4 separate regions of the Sus scrofa genome follow, and all the other regions are linked to region 4. Evidence: chromatin contacts called from public HiChIP or PLAC-seq and promoter capture Hi-C data. All regions are on one chromosome and are shown on one strand. Each heading gives the region's core, a stretch centred on a gene start, on an enhancer-like site or on the middle of the called end of the contact. The rest is flanking DNA. Distances are from core to core; before and after follow the strand shown.

Region 1 (3,496 bases), core at 43-2,542, 200 kb after region 4:
ACAGTAACAAAACGACTGGCTCTGAAGGAAACTCTAGAAAACTTGGTGAAGAATCTGAAATACACGATATCACTACTGGGAAAGATTGTAACAACTTAACGACCCAGAGCAAACCACTGTGAACCTTCAATAAGACTATACGGAACGACCGCCAGCCACTTCTTTAAAACTTCAAAAACATCCTGCAACATAGGAAACGTATCCCCAAGAAGTTTTTTAAAGCAGATCTCCTTCTCTCTCCTGTTCTGGTTCCTCCAGCGCCAAAGGTGCAGAAAAGGATTTGCTGAAATGGGCTGGATTCCAGAGCTTTCACGAAGTGGGCCAGGCCAGAGCGGCGACGACCCCCCCCCCGCCCTTCCCCGGGCCAGTTTCCGCGGGCGCCCACGGAAGGAGGCCCTTCCACGACTCGCAGGTGAGCCCCCGGTGAGGCGCGCGCCGGGCGGACGACGCAGGAGGCTGTCAGACGCCTCCTCGGACTCACCTCCACGCGGCAAGGCTACCTTCCCTGGGGCTGACCGCGAGGCCCCTTCTAGCGACAGGGCGTCGGGAGCGCGTGTTAATCCACGAAGCACAAGTTGCATTTGCACGGCCACATCCCCGATCGCAGAGACCAGGGCAGGCTCCCCCAGGACGAAAGGAGCAGACAGAAGAGTCACAGCAAACGCAAGAGAACAACTGACCTAAGGAAGAGCGTTTCCCGAACACACCGTTTCTGGAAATTGGCGGCGCCCACCCGAATCAATGGAGAGCAGGGCGGCCGCGCGGTGGGGGAAAGGGCGGCGGAGGCCACGGGCGGCCGCCGGCGGCCGGGGGTCGTGGGGGACGGGTGGCCGCGGGGCGGAGGCCGCCGGCCGCGGTGGCCCGAGGCGCCCGGCCCAGAGACGGCGGCCCGGCCAAGGTCACACAGCGCCCGCGCTGACTCACTCCCGGGACCGGCCCGAGGCCCGGCGCCCCGAGCGTCCCCGCGTCCGGCCGAGCCGCGCGGCCTCAGTCTCCCCGCGGGGCCGGGCCGGGCGGGGGCGTGGCCCGCGGGCCGCGCGGGCGGCGGGCAGGCGGCGGCGGGCGGGGCCCGGTTACCTGTGGAAGGAGACGGCGCGCTTCTCCCCCTTGCCCTGCCGGTTGGAGCAGTTCGCGGCCGCGCAGCAGATCACCATCTCGGGCCTCGGGCCGCCGCGCCGCCGCTAGACTCCGGCCCTCGCCTCGCCGCGCCGAGCCCCGAGCGGGACCGCCCCGAGGGGAGGGCGCGCGGCGACACGGCTGCGGGACGTGGGAGCCGGCCCCGCGGCTCCCGCCGTACGGCAAGATGGCGGCGCCCGGCCGCCCGTTGCCCCGCAGCCCAGCCCGGCGCTCGGTGCCCCCGGGGTCCCTGGCACTCTGCGGCGCGCAACCCACGGCTCGCCGCGTCGGTGGTGGGGGCGGGCGTCCCGGGCCGGAGGCGCCTTGCAGTGACATGACGCGCGGGGCGCATCCGTACGGCAAGATGGCCGCGCTGGCGGGCCGGCACGGACAACGGGCTCACACGACCGTCCCGGGGCCCTGGTGCTCGCCCGCGTCTGTTTCCGCTTCCCCGACGGGTGGCTGCTGGGGTCCTGGGAGGCACGACGCAGGCCTCCCGGGAGTGGAGCGCGCGGGCCCCGGACTCCGTGCTGGGTCCGCCGTACGCCAAGATGGCGGCGGCGCACTTCCGTCGCGTATTTCCGGCCCCGCCCACGCCCGCGCCTGCTCGGCCCGGATTGGCCCCGGTGGCGGCCCGTCGCGTCGCGCTGCGGAACCGTCGGAGCGACGCCGCGCTCAGTCGGCAGCCCTAGAGGGAAGATGGACGCAGGTGAGGGCTCGGCCCGGCGCGGGAGGAACCCGGGCGGTGCTCGCCGGACCCCTCGTAGCTGGGGACTCGTCCGAGGCCTCTCCCGGCGCGGCCTGGCCGCGGGGCGGAGCGGGGCCGCGGGGCGGAGCGGGAGCGGGCGGCGTCCGTGGGAGGCCGGCGCGGGTCTGACAGCCAGTATTTGCGCGTCTCGCGCTTTTAAGGGCCGCCCGCTGCGCGCAGGCGGCAGGTCCCCCGGGCTTGAGGCCGGCTCCGACGACCCGGGGGCAGCTTGGTGGCCGGGACGGGAGGAGGGGCACCAGACGGTGCCGAGGCTCGGCGTAGCCGGTCCGAAAGGGCGGTGGGAGGATGCTTTTGTGTCCCCCGCGAGGAGTTGAGGAAACTAACTCTTGTAAAGTTATGCGGGCAGACTGGAGGCGAGCGGTGTACTCCAGCACGCCAAGGACACGCATTTTTTTTTTTTTTTTAATTCAGTAACCCGTAGGTGATCCAAGCTGTTTCTCTTTTGTGATTGAATAGGCAGGCTGGATCCATCTCGTCATCCCTTAACTTCCCGGGATCCTCATACAAAGAGCGGGGACCAGGGTGGGCAAGTGTGTGTATAGAAAGTGTACAAGTGTATGTACCTGTATATGTGCTCTTTTGGTCTGTTCCATCATGCTGCTGCTCCCGAGCAGACAGCTGCTTAATTTTTGTTGGCACTGTAATTTGGATCTTTGTCCAGTAGCCTTGAGACCATACTTACACTGTGAAAGGCCCTCTTTTTCACCCCACAGCAGAGGTAGTTCTTTCATACTTTGTAAGGAGTGATTTGCCTTCAGGTATCTTCTCATCTGTAAATACTTCTGCTGCTTTAATTTTACCCTTCATCCTGGATGGTATTGTTTTTGCTTCATTTTTCTTTTTCTGGCAGCTGCAATGTAAGTTTATTGACCTCTCAGTTTGAAAACTGGAAGCTGTAGTAGGGACCTGTATGGCCAATACTTTGACAATTTGTGGCATCTTGTCCCTTAAGTGTGTTGGATAGCAGAAAGAAATGGTAGCCCCGGCTCCTGGAAGGTGATGTATTGTGCAGTTGTTTAAAACAGATGAAAGAGTTCCCGTCGTCAGGCAGCGGAAACGAATCCAACTAGGAACCATTAGGTTACGCGTTCGATCGATCCCTGGCCTTGCTTGGTGGGTTAAGGATCTGGCATTGCCGTGAGCTGTGGTGTAGGTTGCAGACATGGCTCGGATCTCAAGTTGCTGTGGCTGTGGTGTAGGCCAGCAGCTACGGCTCCGATTAGACTCCTAGGCTGGGAACCTCCATATGCCGAGGGTGCGGCCCTAAAGAGACAAAAGGCAAAAAAAAAAAAAAAAAAAGATAAAGAGTTTGGCAGAGGTGGGGGAAGGAATAGAATTATGTATTTTTTTAGGTTGCTACCATTTTAGTGCCCAGGACCATTCATTCGAGAGACTTGGCTAAGGTAGAACGCACAGTGTAAAGTTGGTTATGTTACCTTAAACGTGAAATTCTCATGTTAAAATTGGGAGTAGCCACGTGATGATACTCTGTCGGGGCACTGATCACTGCTTCAAAGCAGAAAAGTGTTTGAAGGCCTTTGCTGATGCTAATAAAATGTGTGTGACATTTGCAGGGTGTTGTCAAGAGTTTTTTTGATGTGCTGTGCCCTT
Region 2 (3,827 bases), core at 1,272-3,771, 140 kb before region 4:
AGCTCGATCCAGTATGGCCGTGGCTGTGACGGAGACCAGGATCTGTAGCTCTAATTTGACCCCTAGTCTGGAAACATCCCCATACCACAGGTGCGGCCGCAAAAAGAAAAATGTGAAAACACGTAAATAAACACGTAAATCACCACCACGTGCCCACCACCGTGCTAGACACAGAGCCCCACAGTGAACACAGCAGCCGAGAGGCTCTGCCGCTCCTCAGAGCCCTCCCCTCCTGCGAGGCCCTCTGCAGAGGTCACGCCTCTTTCCCACCCGCAGGCCAGCTCACTCACTCCCCTTGAGGTCTTTCCCCCGAAACCGCCCCTAATCCACGTCGCCACGCTATTTACGCCCCAGCTCCGACCGCCCAGCACCACACATGAAAGGTACACCTTCTCGTACCCTCTCCGAGCCCAAGCTTCCGCAGGTAACTGGAGCGCTTCTTCATCTGCATCACAGGCAGGTCCAACAGTTGAGGGCTTCTCTTCAAGGCCACACACACAGGTTCTGGATTCAGACCCAAGAGCATTAATTCTGAAATGATGTCCAGCAACTGCTGAGGGCGGGTACCTGGCTGCAGACGCAGCAACTCATGAGCGTGGACATCACTGAAACCCAGGTCCCGGAGGGAACGGACCACCGTCTCCGGCTCCACGGCAGTCCTCTGCTTCTCAAGGAGGCACCGAGTCAGACCCGTCCTGTGCTCTGGTTCCTGCACACGCTTTCCGGGTTCGACAAAGGATGGCTCCTCGAGGCCGCCTCCATCAGAGACCGTGGTCAGTTTACGCAGCAAAAAAGCCACCATCCTCTTCTGCTCTCCAAGCTGAGGAGTGTGTCCAGCAACGACGGTCCCCGTGACAGGCGTGAGCCGGTGCCACTGAAAGACCTGAAAGACACGGCGGAATTGATTCCTCACCACTCCAATGGAATGGACACCCCAGGATTTCTGACCCAAAGTATTTATATAAGCAATCTACAAAGTCTTATCCGAACTTCAAAAGCCTCCGGAGAAAGAAGTTCACACCCAGAGAACAGTCTTGCAAGAGCCTAGCGGTCGGCTTCTGCTGCTCTAGCTGAAGGACGGAGCAGGACTATTTCAAGGCCACCGGTGAAGTCTCCTTGCGGGTGGCTCTTTTCTTCCTCCGTTCAGTGCCTGAACATGCAAATTTAACTGACCGATTAACAGTAAGAAAAAAGAGTTGCATATGTACGCAAATGGTGGCCCACAAAAAGGCAGCTCCCTAAATGCTAGAGTTAGGGGCTAACTTAACAGGGGAGAGGGAGGGGGAGAAAGGGTTCTATGGGAAGAACGAATGGGTGGGCTTCTAAGGGACACATGGGCGATCCAGAAGGTTTGTGACAATGTGTGTTCATGCAGACACAAGTGGTCTGCCCTCCTTTTTAAAAAAACAAACAAACAACAACAACAACAACAAAACCTCATGGCCAAAGCTCCCCAGGAGAAAGGACCTATGGCACCCTCACGCCCACAAGTTTCTACACTTAGTGCCATAAGGGAAGCTCCAAGGCTGCTTTCTGTGTCTGCTGTGGGTCCGAGCTGGTACCCACACCTGAAACATCTGGACCTCATGCTAGTCTCCAGACTCATGTACCTAAATTCATTCCGCAAAAAGAGTACTGTCAGCCTGTCCGCCAACTAAACACAATTCGCCTTCACTTGAAAATTCCCCAAGGGTTCGAGCCAGCGCGTGACACGTCGGGGCCAAATCCCGAGGCCCCGCACAGCCGCACAGCCCGTCCCAAACCCCCTCCGGCGCAGGCGCCCCCGCACCCGCGGCCCGTCAAGCCCACCCGCTGGCCGCCGCCGCATCCCCCCCGTCCTGCTTGCGCTCCCGCTGCTTCCTCCGCCGGAGTCACCCCCGGACTCGGCCCAGCGCCCGGCGCGGGGAGATGCGCTAAAGCCGCGCTGACGGAGCAGGTGTGGGTGCGGCCCTGGACCCCGTGCGCGGGCCGGGGAAGCTACAGTGGGAAAGGGCCCCGGCAAGCGGCGCCGCCTCACCTGCCGACCGAGCGCCGCCATAGCGCCGAGGCAGGGGCAGCAGGGGGCCGGCGCCGGAAGCCGGCCTTCTCGGGCCCGCCCCTTCCGCCCTCCCGGTCCGCCGCTTCCGCCCTCCCCTGAGCAGCGCGGGTGCCCGGGAGGCGCGTTCCGCCCGCCCTCCTCCGCACGTGTCCAGCGCTGGGCTGGCTGGCCCGGGCCTGGCGCCGCCTGCTGCCCGCCGACACCGCGGGCCCCGGAACCCCAGGTTCTCGGCTTCATGCCTCCGCTGCCCGAATTTCCCACGTTCTGGAGCTCTGGGCCAGCGGAGCAAACGACCCGCTCCTTCCACGTACTTTCGCTTCCTGTTACTTAAAACTCCTCTTAGAGGTGAGATGAAGCTCTGACCTTGCCCGGATTCCACAGCAGCTTCAGCCCAGAAAGCGAGGTCCCTCCCGGAGCCGTTCCCTGGGACTGGCAGCCTGAGGAAGGTGGAGTCGGTCCCAGATGCAGTTGGTTAAGATTTCGTGTGAAGGTTATGTTCAATATGCCGCTTAATGACAAACTGAAACGAGACGGAGCCGTGACCCCAAGCACACAAAACGGCGCGTGATGGCTGTTGAGGACCTGGTCTCAGTCGAGACTCTGCACCACGTGGAACTTAAACTTTCTGAACTGCATCGGACCCCAGGACACCCCCAGGCTATTTACTGCAGCCCCCGCCAACCGAACCCTTAGGGCCAAGGTCTGCCCTTACAACTATGCATCAGTTTCAGAGCCCAACAATCATTTAACAAGCACCTTCAGTGCTTGCCAGCTCCAATTGTAATTCCTGATGAACCACTTATGTAACTAACTGTGGCCTCCTGGTTTTTGCCTTTAAAAGTCACCCTCATGTTACAGTCTGGACAGAACACAGTTCACATGTTTTTACTGTTTTGTTTTGTTGTCTTTCTAGGGCTGCACCTGTGGCATTTGGAAGTTCCTGGGCTAAGGGTCAAACCGGACCTGCAGCTGCCAGCTATGCCACAGCCACAGCAGCACAGGATCCAAGCTACCTCTGTGACCTACACCCCAGCTCACAGCAACACCAGATTCTTTAACCCACTGAATGAGGCCAGGGATCAAACCCGCATCCTCATGGATCCTAGTCAGGTTCATTACCACCGAGCCACGGCGGGAACTCCTTCAAGTGCTTCTTGCGCCTGTTTCCTGGGCTGCAGTCCAAACAAACCCCAAAGAAACACATTTTTTATTTCAATCAGGTCTGTAGCTCCAATTCGACCCCTAGCCTGGGAATTTGCATATGCTGTGGATGCAGCCCTAAAAAAAGCAGAAGAAAAAAGAAACAAAGAAACAGCAGAGGCTGGGGTTTGGGGGTACTTGAAAAGTCAACAGCACCATCAGTCCTCTAGGAAAGCCCTGCTCTCTGGACTTACACCTGCAACATGGACAAGAAAATCCCTGGGCCTCAGCCTCAAAGCTTTTCTGTGCAGGTTCTTTCTGCAAAGAACACTCCCAAAGCGTTAGACCTTCTACTGACATTGTATTAGAGGAGTTTTATTTTTTCTTGAAAAGGAATAGTTCTTGGGGGCCCCAGGACGTTGTGTTCTCAGCCCATTGCATATCTGTCTAATAAAGAAGTTCTGTAACTTCTTAGGTGTTATAAGCATCATAAACACTCCAAAGAGGAGTTCCCGTCGTGGCTAAGCACAAACAAACCCAAAATAGTGTCTAAGAGAATGTGGGTTTGATCTCTGGCCTCGCTCAGTGGGTTGGGGATCCGGCGTTGCCGTGAGCTGTGGTGTAGGTCGCAGATGCAGCTCGGATCCTG
Region 3 (3,309 bases), core at 314-2,813, 240 kb after region 4:
CAGGTTTGATCCCTGGCTTCACTCAGTGGGTTAAGGATCCGGTGTTGCCATGAGCTGTGTTGTAGGTCACAGATGCGGTTTGGACCTTGTGTGGCTGTGGCCGTGGCCGGCAGCATATGCCTTGAGTGCGGCCCTAAAGAGAAAAAAAAAGAAAAAGAAGATGCCATTCAGTCACGAAAAGGCGTGGAGGAACCTTAAAATGCATATTACTGGAGTTCCTGCTGTGGCTGTGGCGCAGTGGGTTGAGAGTCCAGGGTTAGCTCTGTGGCAGCTCTGGGTTTGACTCCTGGCCCAGCACAGTGGATTAAGGATATGGAATTGCTGCAGCTGTGGCCATAGGTGGTACAGGTCACAGCTGCAGCTCAGATTTGATCCCTGGCCTGGGAACTTCCACATGCTATGGGTGCGCCCCCCCAAAAGCTTATTACTAAAAGAAAGAAGTCAATCTGAAAGGGCTACATGCTGTTTGATTTCAACTACATGACAGTCTGGAAGAGGCAGAACCAGAGACCAAGCCAGGGGCTGGGGCAGGGAGAGAGATGCATGGGTGGAGCAGGCCATTTTAAAGGCAGAGCAACTATTTTGTATGAAACTGTATTGGTGGGTACTTAACATAGTCTTACCACACAGAATGACTCCTAATGGAAAATCGATATGGTTTCATCAGTTGTAGTAAATGTACCCCAGAAATGGAAAATGTTTTTTTATTTTTTTAGGGCCACATCCGTGGCATTTGGAGGTTCCCAGGCTAGGGGTTCAATTGGAGCTGCAGCTGCCAGCCTACACCACAGCCACAGAAACATGGGATCTGAGCCATGGCTGAGACCTACACCACAACTCACGGCAACGCCAGATCCTGCACCCACAGAGCGAGGCCAGGGATCGAACCCACAACCTCATGGTTCCTAGTCAGATTCGTTTCCTCTGAGCCATGACAGGAACTCCGAAAATGTTCATAAGGGAAACTGTGTGTGTGTGGAGGGGGTATATAAGAACTGTTTCCTTCTCAATTTTTCTGATAACCAAAAACTGCTCTAAAAATAAAGTTATTAATAAAAACACCTACTTAATAAAGAAAGTGGGTAGTATGCAATTAGCTCCGCCAGCGTGTGTGTGCAGTTTCACATCAAGCATTGAATCGGGCCAGAACGGTTGCATGGAAACTGCAAACATTTGGTTGAAAGGTGAGCAACATAATCACAGTTCTGTTCCTTGGGGAGGTTGGAAATTTTCCTTTCCCTGAACAGCTTGAATTTCTATAACGAAGGTAAAATTGACAAAACAATGAATGTGCTTCCACTTTTAAATATCTGCCTGGGGTTTACGGAAGAGTTCAACAGAAGGGGTGTATCTTTACACCGGCATTTTCGCTGATGAAACGGCGCCACCCGCCACCCCCACCAGCCCCCGAAAACCTCCAGAGGCCGAGCGTGCTCGCGCACCTCGCAGCCCCGCACCTGCTCCGACCGCCCCGCCGCGACCCCGACCGGAAGCCGGGGGGCGTGCCCAGAGGAGCCCCGCCCCGGCGTCCGCCCAATCAGCGCGCTGGGCTCATTAATAGTGACCACGCCGGCCCCGCCTCCGCCTCCCGCGGCGCCACCGCCCGCGCAGACCCAGAGCGCGGCCGCGGACGAAGATGGCGACCGCCATGTACTTGGAGCACTACCTGGACAGTAAGCGTCCCCCGCCCCACCCAGGCCCGCCACCCACGCCGGGGCGCCCCCGCCGCGCCTCCTTCGCGCGTCAGGCTCCGCACACGGACCCCGGGGCTCGTGGGGGCGGCGGGGCGGCCCGGCGGCAAAGGCAGCGGGGGCGCGCGCGGGGCAGGCGGGGCCACGGGGGAGGGGCGCGCAGGGGGCGCGGCACGGGGTCCCGCCATCACGGCCGCGCCAATTCCAGATGCGTCACGGCGGGGAGGGGCCGGCGCGGCCGGGGCGGGGCCAGCGCGGCCCCGCCCTACCCTCCCGACCCGACCACGCCCACTCACCGAAGGCTCCGCCCGCGACCAGGCACCGCCCACCGCCTCCTAGGCACCGCCCGCTTCGACGTATGCCCCGCCCTCTCCACCGGGCCTCGCTCCTTCCCAGCGGGGCCTTGCCTTACCTGGTTCCCTGCTCTTCCCCACCGAGGTGGCCCACCAAGGTGGTTGAGACCCAGTCCTCTTGGACTCTGGGCCGGGTTTGGGGGTCCCAGGGCCTGGCGAGCTTGGAGGGCCTGGATTCCTTGCCTACTTGTGCTGTGACCTGGGAATTGCTTTCGAGTCCCAGTTTGTGCATCTACTAGGCATACTGATGTGGAGGGTCCCCCAGGGCACCTGTCTTTGTGCAGGGGGTTTGGGGGCGCAGCTTCCAGGGCTGGGTAGGGTGTTCAGGGCAGTGGTCATCACCACTGAGCCATAGCCATCTCTGGAGGACTCCTGAGCAGGTGGTTGTTCACGCTTTTCACAGAGGGGGTGGTGTTGCCTGCAGAGGCTTAGTAGCTTGTCACAGTTGAGCACTGGAGAGTGGAGACCCTAGCTTTAAACACTGCTGCCTGGCTCTGGCTGGGAGTTGGCCTGGGTGGGGGCTGGGTCAGGTGGCTCTGGAGCACTGGGTGTTCAGAGTCACTCTGGGCTGGGAGCTCCACCCGAGGTTGCTGAGAGTAGGGCGTGACCCCCTGCTCTGGGGAAGATGGCGAGGATCCAGCCCTCCCAGGGGGTTGCTCAGTCCTGGCCGTTTATTCTGCTCACCTGGCCCCCCGTGAGCACAGGGTCCTGGGTGGGAGAACACAGTGGAGGGAGAGGTTTCCCCAGCAGTGTCATTAGGGGGCCCGCCCTAGGTGTCTGCTGGGTGGCACTGCGGCTTGCCCTTCTCTGGCCTGGAGCCTGCCTGGTGGGCCCCTGTGGAGGGACTGAGGGACTTGAGTTCTGTCCTGTGTGGGGCTCCTGTGTGAAGGCTTGGGACCTTGAGCGCCGGCTGTGTTCCAGGAAGGCAGACATGATTCTTCCTTTTCCTGAAACTCACTATTGAGTGGGGCAAATAGAAGTTTCCAGGCCATGAAGGAGCCCAGGAGATCATGACAGTGCAGGGGTGGCACTGTTCTGGCAGCCGCACTAGGATAGCAGGGGGTCCACTCGAGGGCGTGGTGGGCCTGGAGGCCAGGATGGCATCTGTGCTGCTCCCTGGGTGGGCTGGGAGTGGGGCTTGGAGCAGATGTAGCTCCTAAAGTGATCAGCTGCGGCGGGGCCGAGGCTGGACTGAGAGGGCTGCGTGCAGGTGTGAGAGCAGCGGGGCAGGGCCCTCCACCTATGCTGTCCGTTGCCGTCTGTTT
Region 4 (3,703 bases), core at 361-2,860:
GCAAACTCTGTTCCTCGATTTTCTCCAAACCTAAACCTCTCCTGAGAGGCTGATGGTTGAGGTCTCAAATCCAGAGAGCTGGGAGTTCAAACGACTGAAGCCATTCTGAACCAAACACCTCCTCAACTAGTTTAACACCGATGCCAAGCTCCCAGTACTAAACGAAGACACCGGGTTTAGCTCGCGGGCACTTAACTGTCCAAAACGATGGCAACAGGACCTAAGCACCAGGCGCCACCCGTGTCATTAGCGCAGGTTCGCCTCTTCTGCAGGACGGCACGAGCAGCTGTCAGGATCCCGTGACGCGCCCTATCTTACAGGGTCTCAGGAAAGTTACTGCCAAGAACGCGACGGTCCGTCCTTACGCCGACACCAAGCACGGGGGGACTCAATGCCTGAGGGCGTAAGGCAGCCAGGAGGCTGAGGGCAGACACCCCAACCGCAGACCCGATGCGTGAAGGGCAAATCATCCTGTTTCTGAGGCTTCAACTCATCTATACCCCTGCAGATGTTTCATTTGACCACGAGCGCTGCGTAATCAACACGGAGGGCGACTGCTCGGCTGCTTCACAAGGTGCCCGAGCACCGCGCCAAGGCGGGCAGAGGACACCTGGCCGCCGGCCCCGAGCGCTTCATTCTTTCCGAAGACGCCCTCTCGGGATCCCTACGGCCAGAAACAGCTTCGCCCCGCAGACCCTCAAGAACCGTGCTGACTTTCAGTCGGGGGAACCCAGAGAGGCTTCCTGTACGAGGGCACTGGCGCCCAGCCTCCCAGCGAGTACGGGCCAGCTGCGGAGCCTGCAGGCCGCGAAGGGAGAAAGGACGCCCGGGGCCGGGCGGTCAGGCCCCGGCCCGGCCCTCCCGCCCCCGAGCCGCGCCGCCCGCGCGGGCTTGGAGGCGCCCCAGGCCTCACCTAGCCCAGGACGGCAGCCGCCCGCCCGCCCTCCCCCTCCGCGCAGGCCCCAGCCCCGGGCGCACGAAGGCCACGTCCCCGGGGACGGGCGCGCAACTCTATGGTCAGCGCGCCGGCCCGCCGGGCCCACGTGACGCGCGCCGGCCAATGAGGCGAGGCCCGGACCACCGAGACGACGGCCGCCCGGCGCTAGAGCAGCCCCGCCTGGCCGCAGGCCGCCCTCCGCGGCCTCGCTCCGGCGCTCCAGCTCGGTGCTGCCGCCATCTTCCTGGAGGAGAGGAGCGGAGGCCAAGGGTCCCCTCGCCGTGCTCCGTCCCAACTCTTACCGCCGCCTGCCCTCCCCGCGTCCGCCTCTCCTCACAGGTCATTTAGCTCCATCTGTAGAAACGCTCTTTTTCCCACCCCAGTTACTCACAAGGCAGAGTCACATTACCTGTTCTACTCTTGGCAGCGTAAGGAAACCCAGCTCATAAGGTAAGAACTGTGGCGAAACAGGGGCGAGCCGCCATCTTGGTAAAGGAGAAGAGGCTACGCTTGACCTCCCCCCACCCCCCAGCCTCTATATGGCCAACTGCTGTGGGAGGGGCACGGCGCCTGCGCAGAGGCGGAACCGCGGACGAGCCCGAGCCTGCGCACTCCACAGCTGGCGAATGGGGGCAGGGACGGAAGCGTTTGGCAAGGGGCGGGCCGACGTGATGACGCAATCCGACTGCGCGCGGAGCTGGGCGGGGCGCGAGCAGGCGGTGGGTGCTGGGCGGGTCCGCGGCGCGGTTGGTCGGCGCTTGTTCTTCGGTTCGTCCGCGGTGAGTATCTTGCGGTGTGTCCCTGCCGCCGCGGGCGAGCGAGGGAACCGACGCAGAGGGGCGGGGGCCAGTTGGGGAGGGGGCCCGGCCGCTCTGGGGGGCAAACGGGCGGGGCCGCTCGTGCGGTGTGGGGGAGGGGCGGCTGGCCCCGTATTCTGGGCGGTCCCCTGGCCCTCCCCGGGTCTCCGCTCCCTCCCGCTCGTCCCTGACCCTTGACCCTCCCCCGCTCTCCCCGGGGCTCTCTGCTCTGTTCGTACCCTCTCCGACTTTCCCTGGCGCTCTCCGGCGCTCCCCACCCTCTCTCTCTTTTCTCCACCCTCCCCCACTTTCCCTGGCGCTCCTGGGTCTCCTTATCCTCCCCCGTCCTCCCCGGCGCTCCCTGGTGCTCTCCGCTCACTCCCCGGCCCTACCCTGTCTTCCCAGGCCCTCTCCGGCTTTCCCTGGCGATCCCTTTCCTCTCCCCGGCTTCTCCGCCCTCCTGGTCCTCCCCAGTCTTCCTCCGCCCAGCTCAGCCCTAGGGGGTCCCGGGTCCCATACCTCCCAGGCTTTCCCCGGGCCCCCGCCCACCAGTAGTCTCGCCGCGGGCAGAGGCGGCGGGGTATGTCCCGCGAGAACCCAGATGACTGCTTGCTCACCTTGCGAGAACTCCGTGGGCCTGGGGCTGCTGGTCGTGGTTCGGGAGGGAAAGTGCAGGTCGGCCGCGATTTCGGCATGTGGCCATCAGGTTGTCTCCCTGACACGAGCCACTGCGCCCCTCCAGCTCCCGGCCGAGGGTAAGCCTCAAGGAGTTCTCGCCGCTTGGCCGCAGATACCGCGGGAGGAGAGGAGGCCCCGGGCCTGCGTGGGCCAAAAGAGGCGGGATGGAGGTCGGGCGGCCCCCCATTTCCGGGGAGGCCTGAGATGAGGCCGACTCTCAAGGGGCCCACGGGACCCACACGACCCGGCCGCCTCTTGCCTTTCCGGCCGCAGTTTTCGTCAGTACCTCCCCTGTCTTAGCGTCTTTTCCCCACACGTGCACCGGGGACCACCTGTGCGGAATTCGTAGGTGGACTGCTGTGGTCCTCCTCACCTGGGCCTTGGTCCAGGGCCTCCTGTCTGACCCAGTTCCCTCCCCCTCTTTTCTGGTACCTGCTCTGTTACTCAGACTCTCCCTGATGAGATTTCTTCCCCTGAAGTGGGTGTTGGCCTGAGGTCAGCCTCTCATCCTGCGTGGTACCTGTCCTGGGAGGGGCATGGCGCTATCCTTTACTGGTCCAGCTCGGTGACCAGCACAACTCAGATCATTGTAATAGGTCAAGATGACCTAAATGCTCCAAATCCGTCTTACCATCGTGAGGAGAGATGGTTAGGGGTTCGGGGTCATGTGATTTGAGGTTCATCGTTTTTGTTGTTGGTAGCTCCCACCCAGGCTTTCTTTGCTCCACCTAGCATCCTGACTCCCAGCTAATCAGGGCAGTGATCTCCTGTGCTCTCACAGGTTGTCCTGATATTTTTCGTTTTTCATCTTGTTCTCTCACTGAGCTCTGCAGCCCAGGGTAAAGAACAAGGGCTTGTCCATCAGATCGCAGTTGCATCCTGACCGCTCCTGAACTGGCATACAGCCCTCCCTGGGGGGATGGATGGCACGAGCCTCCCTGTCATTTTTCATAAATGTTGTTGAGGTCTGTTTTTATACCTAACTCAAAAGGCAGAAACTCCTGGAAAAGGAGAAGGTGTGTTCTTTCCTCCTGAGAGAAGGGTCATCCAAACTCAGGAGGCAGCAGAACTGCGGTGAAGGCAGTTGAACAGTCTTATTGTCCCACGTTGTGCTCCCGTGGTCGTCGTCATCACAACAGAAAATGCATTTGATTGTGGGCTGCCGGGCGAAGCCGCTGAGAGCCGTCATGGTTTCCTGTACGTGAACCTCAGGTCCAGGCTCTGGATAAGGGACCTTCGAGGGCCTGCGTTGCAGGGTCATTTTGTGGATCGGGATAAGGTACAGAAGTCC

The links. Promoter capture Hi-C pulls out the DNA fragments that hold promoters and counts their contacts. HiChIP or PLAC-seq counts read pairs in DNA pulled down with a chosen protein or histone mark.
Region 1: a promoter capture Hi-C map of liver shows a contact between it and region 4, with 2.7 times the contacts expected there. The contact joins the promoter of THAP4 here to the promoter of SEPT2 in region 4. A contact is called at or near these places in 1 of 5 promoter capture datasets (liver) and 1 of 2 datasets of contacts at active chromatin or transcription factors (skeletal muscle).
Region 2: a contact with region 4 is called in an H3K27ac HiChIP or PLAC-seq map of alveolar macrophages. The contact joins the promoter of MTERF4 here to the promoter of SEPT2 in region 4. A contact is called at or near these places in 1 of 5 promoter capture datasets (liver) and 1 of 2 datasets of contacts at active chromatin or transcription factors (alveolar macrophages).
Region 3: an H3K27ac HiChIP or PLAC-seq map of alveolar macrophages shows a contact between it and region 4. The contact joins the promoter of ING5 here to the promoter of SEPT2 in region 4. A contact is called at or near these places in 2 of 2 datasets of contacts at active chromatin or transcription factors (alveolar macrophages and skeletal muscle).

What each region holds. Positions count from the first base shown.
Region 1 is chr15:140,222,162-140,225,657 of Sscrofa11.1, forward strand. THAP4 (THAP domain-containing protein 4) reads right to left here and starts at 1,293. Exons shown (of 7, transcript XM_021076412.1): 1 at 1,078-1,293. The coding sequence starts at 1,154. ATG4B (autophagy related 4B, cysteine peptidase) reads left to right here and starts at 1,802. Exons shown (of 13, transcript NM_001190283.1): 1 at 1,802-1,825. The coding sequence starts at 1,816.
Region 2 is chr15:139,884,984-139,888,810 of Sscrofa11.1, forward strand. MTERF4 (transcription termination factor 4, mitochondrial) reads right to left here and starts at 2,522. Exons shown (of 4, transcript XM_013982508.2): 1 at 2,402-2,522; 2 at 400-883. The coding sequence starts at 802. PASK (PAS domain-containing serine/threonine-protein kinase) reads right to left here. Exons shown (of 18, transcript XM_021075709.1): 18 at 2,456-2,558. The coding sequence ends at 2,548.
Region 3 is chr15:140,263,145-140,266,453 of Sscrofa11.1, forward strand. It overlaps ING5 (inhibitor of growth protein 5), which reads left to right and starts at 1,564. Exons shown (of 7, transcript XM_021075111.1): 1 at 1,564-1,673. The coding sequence starts at 1,637.
Region 4 is chr15:140,022,772-140,026,474 of Sscrofa11.1, forward strand. SEPT2 (septin 2) reads left to right here and starts at 1,611. Exons shown (of 13, transcript NM_001243793.1): 1 at 1,611-1,716. HDLBP (vigilin) reads right to left here and starts at 2,565. Exons shown (of 28, transcript XM_021075261.1): 1 at 2,352-2,565.